2 separate regions of the Mus musculus genome follow, and region 2 is linked to region 1. Evidence: chromatin contacts called from public promoter capture Hi-C data. All regions are on one chromosome and are shown on one strand. Each heading gives the region's core, a stretch centred on a gene start, on an enhancer-like site or on the middle of the called end of the contact. The rest is flanking DNA. Distances are from core to core; before and after follow the strand shown.

Region 1 (3,568 bases), core at 361-2,860:
GAGAGTGGGGAGGGGGGACATGGGGGACTTTTGGGATAGCAGTGGAAATGTAAATGAAGAAAATACCTAATTAAAAAAAAGGGGAAAAAACATTAATTTTCATCATTGCTCATGAAAGGCAGAAGCAGAGGGTACCATCTGGCTTGTTTCAGTGGTAAGTTTATTTCTGGTGCTACTGGCATGCTACAGCAAATGAAGAAGAAAGTAGTTGCCATACTAGAAATCAGGATTTGTGTTAAACTCTCAGTCTCACAATATTGACTTCTGGTTCCTATAATTGAACAATACAATTTGGCTCCTCCTTACCACCACGGAGGACAACTCCAGTTCCAAGGACTCCAATGCCCTCTTCTGACCTCCTCAGGCACCAGACACACACAGCATATACAAACATCATGCCTTTATGCGAAACAATAATACACATAAAGGAAAATAAATACATCTAAAAATGTTTGATTTTCAGTATTTAATAACATAAATACAGATGCGTGTTTTAACATAACAAGCCCTTGGCAAATGTGGTCTACCTGTAGTTGCTATTTTCTCAGCTAACTAGGGATACTAATGCAGGCCAGCATGTTAACTCTGGTTATTATTAAGTGTTCTCTGGATGCTAATATCTGCATCTTCTTTCTTGGTTAAATTATAGGTATATTAATAACTTTAAACAAAGCTACAATAATTTAAGCTTGTCCACAAAAGGCTTCTATTATCAGTACAGGAGGGAATACTTCTCTTAGGGACACTCTGAGAAGCAAATAATTCTTTATATTCTCCAGAATGGAAGTATTGCTGATTTTTGGAAACTAAAGTGAGGGACCCAACTGGTAGCTTTAATACCACTCAAAAATCAGTGTCCCTTCAAACTGGACCAAAAACAATGCAAGATAAATCTTGACTCATTTCGAAGATATTTATAAAGCAGTGTCTCTCAACCTAAACCACACAGCCCCCTCCTGGCATACTCTCGAGTCTGTAGTTATCAGAAGTAGAAGAAGGCAGTGCTGTTGATTTCTAGAGAGATAGGGCACGAATGCTGCCAAACATCCTACAATATAACAAAATGTCAAAATGTCAAGATTGTCAATAGTGAGCTGGCGAGAGGCTCAGTGGAGAAGAGCACTTGCAGCACAAGTCTAAAGTTTGAATCCCCAGGACCCTAGTAATGTGATGATGATGGCAGAATGTCTCTAACCTCAGTACTATGCAGGGTAGAGATAGAAGGATTTCTAGGTTTAGTTGACCCCAGTCTAGCTTCAGATTCCGTAAGAGACTCTGTCTAAAAAGGGTACAGTAGAGAGTGACAGGGTGTGTACTTGAAATCCTCCTCTACACTCTTCACACACATGTACCTTCACAGATAACACGCACACACACACACACACACACACACACACACACACACACACACACACACACTAGTGGCAAAGTTATAAATCCCTGCTTTTAAACAAAAGGACAGGTTGCTTTATCAGGTTGTTTGGATTTAGAAATGTTGCCTCAACTCTAGTGATTAAAAAAAAAAAAAAAAAAAAAAGAGGAGCCGGGTGTTTCTGCAACCCCCGTGTGGTGTAAGTTAAGTAGTCATGCTCCTTCCTGCCCTCCTCCCACTACCCAGCCTCAATTTTGTATTTGGAAAGCCCAAAGCACGCAGCTCAAAGGCTCTGCGAGTCTCGGTTTTCTGTTGCCTTCTCTCTGTCTCAGAGGACTCCATCTATAGAACCACTCTATGCCTTCAAGAAAGGTATTTTAAACACTGGGACACATTTCGATAATTTCAGTAAGTAGATGTACGTGCTGTTACAAGGGAATGGGGGTGAGAAGAGAAGGAATCCAAACCGTAAGCCAAAAAATGTTTTAGAATGTAATGAAAATAATGTTGTAGTCTAAAATGTCAATTCGTCCAAGACAGATTTTCAGTCAGATTGGAAACAGTTTCCTGGAGTCTGACTTTCTTGTATCTAACTTTAATGAAATGAATACTATATGTATTCTCAACAGCACATTTATAAAACAGTGTTGCCAGTGTGTCTTTGCTGCCTTTCAAGTGTCACATTGGATGTCTCTGTTTCTCACTGCAGATGTCCTTGGCTCCCTTCTCAGGATGATCCTGGCCTATCTCTGACTCTCTTCTCCTCCACCAGACCTCTTGATTCCATTTTGAAAGAAAACTGAAAATGGTAAGAACAGTTTATGGAGCCTGATTTTGTCATTGCTCATCTTTGTGCTAAGAACTGGCAAGAAAAGTATTTAGGAATTGTTCAGGGATGAAGATGTAGCTCAGCAGTACAACACTTGCCCGTAGTCCCTGGGTTCCATGCCCAGAGTGTTGTTTCCTAGGAGAAACTGCTTTGTGATGTTTCATAATCAAAATGAATCAATGTAGTATTTCATAATTTGGGATTAGTCATTGTTTGCTCTGTCCAACTTCTTACATGCTCAGTACATACTGTAGTGAGCAAGAGTAGATGTTTGAATTGAGAATTTTAATTTTTTAAAAAAAAATTCTCCAGTTTGATCTTTAAAGTCATGCAGGCCCCTAAAGTGACTTAATGTGTTTCCTACCATATGTTGCTATCTGAATGACTGTACAGAAAGAATGGATTCAGGAGACATGAAGAACAGGGATTTGGGGGACGCCCCCTGCTCTACTGCTGTCAAAGATGCTCAGAGTTTGCAATTAGATGAAATGGGGTTTCAGGGATGAGCATGTCCAGGGTAGAGGCCTCAGGATGCACTTAGACTCAATTCCTAACACAATCAGAACACATGGGATTTAAAGCAAAGGGTGGGCAGCAGTCAGTAGATGGAAAAGTACTAAGAGGAAATTTCAGGCATATGGTGTGTGTGGTGGGGGGATGGGGTTCTAGCTAATTTAGTCTGACAGAATTCTTGTTGGAGGCTGGCCAGGATGCCGCAGCATTTCCTGGAGGAAGAGGAGAGTCAGAATGCTCAGATCCAGTGAAGGGCTGGGGCATGGAAGATGTAGGGAGGTTAGGGGTGGGGTGTGGTCATAAGCCAAGGAAGGGTTTTTGATAAAAGGACTTAGCAAGATCACTGCTTGAGCTGGGCAGAACAAAGAAGGCATAAAGCCCCCATTCCAAGGTCTAGGGCTCACAGAAGCCTGGCTGAAGTTCAGGCAAGCCGGGTCTGACCATGCATGAGCACTATGCTCTCTCCTTGGTCATCTTACAGAGACACAGTGAAGCTCCATACATCGTTCAAAACCTTTGCACATGGTCATTAGGTAGACCAAAATCAGACAAAGCTTCTTCTGAAATGATTTTTTTTCACCCACGCTAGACTCAATCAAACGGTATTCATTAGCAGCACACTGTGATTTCCAGATCATCACTTTGGCCCCAAACTCAGTGTCTAAGACCTGATGATGCATTACCATGAGACCATACTAGTACAAAGGAAGCAACTGCTTTGAGTTTCATTTCCTAGAAACTCAGATGTCTATTTTAATGCATGCACATGACCACATCTGTCTTTGCCCCTCTAAGAGTGGCATGCTAGGAGGATGGTTTAAAAAAGGAGTTTAATTCATTGGCCACTTACTGTA
Region 2 (3,856 bases), core at 1,095-3,594, 2.0 Mb before region 1:
CTGGAATGCTAATTGCTTAGGAAACCCCCATCATCTAACAAAGCTGGGGGAACTTTTCAAAGCACCATGGTCATGGCTAACAGACACATAAAACCAAATATTTCTTTGTTACAAGACCTTTTCTGTACAAATCTGTAGTGAAACCTGAATGTATTTGAAATAGCTCCAAACAGAAATTTCTTCTTCAATCAAGTTTTCACTATCAGTCTCCCCCCCATCAATCTCTATCAAATAATGTTTAAAATCAAACATGATTTAGAGTATCTCTTTAGATGAAGTGTACTGTTAGTTGATCTTTAAATTATTTGAATACAGATTCCCAAAGAACAAAGCCTTCGTTCAGCACTTTTGTATTCCCAGCAGTATCTAAAATACCTGGTATGTTATATGTTCTCTGACCCGCTGTGGAACTAGTGATATTGTCTTTATACCCAAGGCATACCAATTCTCTGTTCTCTGGCCGTGATCCTGAGAGAGAGAGACCTCCTACTGCCTCCGATCTTGGAAAACCTTAGAATCTCAGGAACAAGAAAGGTATGATTCTTCTAATCAATTATATTAAAAAGTGAGAACTGTGGGAGATAACCGGAAATGGTTATGAGGATCTCTATGAGAGAAGGCAGAGTGTAAGAGAAGCAATAATTGTGGGATAGAATGGATAATTGTGACACAATAAAGAATTTTGAGGAAGGATATAGAATTTAGAAAGGGCCAAAGGGCCGGGGAAAAGAATTAAATATTTTAAAAGTGGAGACAACATGAACATGTTGAACGAGAGAAGAATTGTAGAACACATAGGAAAATTTAAAAAAAATGTATAACACAAATTTTAAAATGTTTTAACACAAATAGATAATATATATTATGCAATTACGTTGTTACCTGTGAAATCATAGACGCAGAAACATCAAAACAGAATTAACAGACTAGATTTATGTATTCCCAACCTATGGCTCACGATCTGTAAATCAGATATTTACATTATTATTCATAACAGTAACAAAATTATAGTTATGTAGTGGTAACAATAATTTTATACTTGCGAGGATCATCAGAACATGAAGATCTGTATTAAAGGGTTGGAGCTTTGAGAGGTTAGAACCACTGCCTTAGAAGAAGTTGTACCACTTGGACCGACAATGCTCCCCACAAGAACCAAAGACTAGCAAAAAACCAGACTATCACTGAAGAGGGGGCATAACACTTTAAGATCCAGAGTACCAGGAAGTCTGCTGTGGACCAACGCTCCTAGAAATGTCTTCATAAAGAAGACCTAAACAATGGTCACATTAATATGAAAGGGGGCCATTTTCATGGGGTCCCACAGAACTCAAAGCAGGAACCTGAAGCCACCAAGGAATCAAAAGCCATGGAGGCCATGGAGGTACACCACATACTGGCTTGCTTGGTCCCATGGCTCACTTTGCTTTCTTAATATAAGCTAGCCCATCGGTGGTACCGGATACAGATATGGAGAAAATGTCCCCATAGGCTTGCCCACTGGGCCGTCTGATGAAGACAGTGACTCCATTCAAGTTAACAAAAACCTAACCAATACAATAACCATCTCCTATCTGCTGGTTTACCCTACACAAGTAATATAAAAACGTACTTTGTGTAATATGAAATATACTACTTAGATGAAGGCTGTGAATTCCATGGAGTACACTCACAACGGTTGCCAGAGTCCTTGAAAGGACTAGGCGGTGGAAGTTTAAGTGCGTCTACTTAATTATAGCACTTTATTCCACAAATAAGCACAAATATCGCTTGTTCATTAAAAAATACAAGTTGAGCGGGCGGTGGTGGCGCACGCCTTTAATCCCAGCCTTCAGGAGGCAGAGGCAGAGGCAGGCGGATTTCTGAGTTCGAGGCCAGCCTGGTCTACACAGTGAGTTCCAGGACAGCCAGGGCTACACAGAGAAACCCTGTCTCGAAAAACCAAAAAAGAAAAAATACAAGTTGACCTTTCAAGAACCTAAGGAGATGACTTAGAAAAACACAGCGACGTGCCTTACCCCTCGGAAGCGACACCCCGCGGTTCCCTAACTTCTCACCCTGAGCGGCTTACCGGCCGGCCGGCGGAGTTAAAAAACACCGCCTGGCCCGTAGGGGCGGAGACGGAGAGAAGGCTCGGGCGCCTATAGGCCGCGGAGCGAGAAGGGGTGGACCGACCCGCCCTTAAACACACCGCCCCGCACGTAGGGGCGGAGACGGAGAGAAGGCTCGGGCGGCTCGAGGCCTCGGAGCGGAAGGGGGTGGGAGCGATCCGCCCGACCTGACGACCGTTCCTCTCCTCAGCGCGAGCTTGCCTCGTGCTCCCGGAAGTCCCGCCTTCGGAACAGGAAGTAACGGCGCCCGAGAACGCCGGCTGTGACCGGACGTTAGCGGTGACCCCGCGTGAGGAAAAACCGCGGGTGCAGCCGAGCGACTTCGGCTGGGCGGTTCGACGCGCTCGCGGCCGCGCCGCGCGGGACAAGTCGGAGCGGAGACTTGGGGGCAGGGCGGCGCCCGGGTTCGGCTGGAGCCGGCGGCTGCCGAGTGAGTTCGGCTGGGCAGGTTGACGCGCTCGGGGCCGCGCGGCGCGGGACAGTCGGCGAGGTGACTTGGGGACAGGACGGCGTCCGGGTCCGGCTGGAGCCGGTGCACTGTGCAGACCGCGGTGCCGGTGGGACGCGCATAGACGGGAAGGCAACACTGGTGGCTTCCTGCCCTTCGCCGCTCCTTGCCTCCCGTTTTGGTGACTTTTTTTTTTTTAACCTTCCTATTTTCCCTGAGGCGCCTGCCCTACTGGGAACACGGGTTCGAGGCTAGTTCAGTGTATTTTCCCTTGGACCCCACCATCAAGACTACACCCGTCTTCACGACGTGGTTGCATCTTACAAGTTTCCAGACTCTGGCACGGGTCCCCAAATGGTGGCATAGGCTTCAAGGTATTTTCCCAATGGAGGCACTGTTTTCAAAGTGTCCCCTCACCACCCCCCACCCCCACCCCCGAACCAGTGCCCTACCTCTTACTCTCCCAAGGGATGGTGAAAAAAAGCCAGGGCCAGCCAGGATCAGAATAACAAGGGGATATCAACTGTTTAGCCTCCACGTTTTAATCTGATTTCTTGCTTTGGCAGCTGGGTATTTTAGATTGGGAGTGACCCCTGTGATTCCAGCCATGGGTGCCTCAGCATCTTCTCCTGCTACTGCAGTAAACGCCTCGAATGCTTCAGATGGTCAGCCAGCTTCACCACCTTCAGGATGCCCGATGCATAAAGGGCAAAGGAAAGGTAACTTGCCTGTCTCGAAAATTAAAAGAAAGCTAGTGATTCTAGAGCGGTGGTTCTCAAACCTTCCTAATGCTGGACCCTTTGACCCAGTTCTGCACGTTGTGGTGACTCAACCACAACATTATTTTCCTTTCAACGTCATTACTGTAAGTTTGCTTCTGTTCTGACTCGTCATGGAAATATTGTTGGAGATAGTGCGTTGCCAGAGGGGTCAACCCACAGGCTGAGAGCCACAGTTCTAGAGTTGTAGCTTGGTAGTGAGGCTTGCAAAGCGGGACTAAGGCACTCTGGGGCTGGTCCAATTTGGCTGCTCACTAGATATTATCATAAACAATTTTTTTTATATCTCACAGTCTGTCATCTATGCAATTTTTCCTTAAATCAGCCTTGTCTTTCCAAAGTTTACCAGTGCCTACATCAGTGGCTTTCAGCTATGCATGTAAAGAGCCATCATTGAATACATATTTTGGTTCTCACAACTGAGAGGAAATGGTTCTGCTGACATAGACTGGGGTGGTATTAGATAGTGCTAAATAGACATCATACAGCCTCAGACATGGAGTCTTTGGTCCATAAAT

Evidence for each region. Promoter capture Hi-C pulls out the DNA fragments that hold promoters and counts their contacts.
Region 2: a contact with region 1 is called in a promoter capture Hi-C map of hippocampal neurons, with 5 times the contacts expected there. The contact joins the promoter of Hccs here to the promoter of Tlr7 in region 1. A contact is called at or near these places in 2 of 39 promoter capture datasets (embryonic stem cells and hippocampal neurons).

Annotation. Positions count from the first base shown.
Region 1 is chrX:167,328,613-167,332,180 of GRCm38.p6, reverse strand. Tlr7 (toll-like receptor 7) reads left to right here and starts at 1,610. Exons shown (of 3, transcript NM_133211.4): 1 at 1,610-1,744; 2 at 2,082-2,180. The coding sequence starts at 2,178.
Region 2 is chrX:169,318,860-169,322,715 of GRCm38.p6, reverse strand. Hccs (holocytochrome c synthetase) reads left to right here and starts at 2,344. Exons shown (of 7, transcript NM_001331049.1): 1 at 2,344-2,740; 2 at 3,126-3,278. The coding sequence starts at 3,167. It overlaps Gm15246 (predicted gene 15246), which reads right to left and starts at 2,321. Exons shown (of 6, transcript NM_001361166.1): 1 at 2,019-2,321.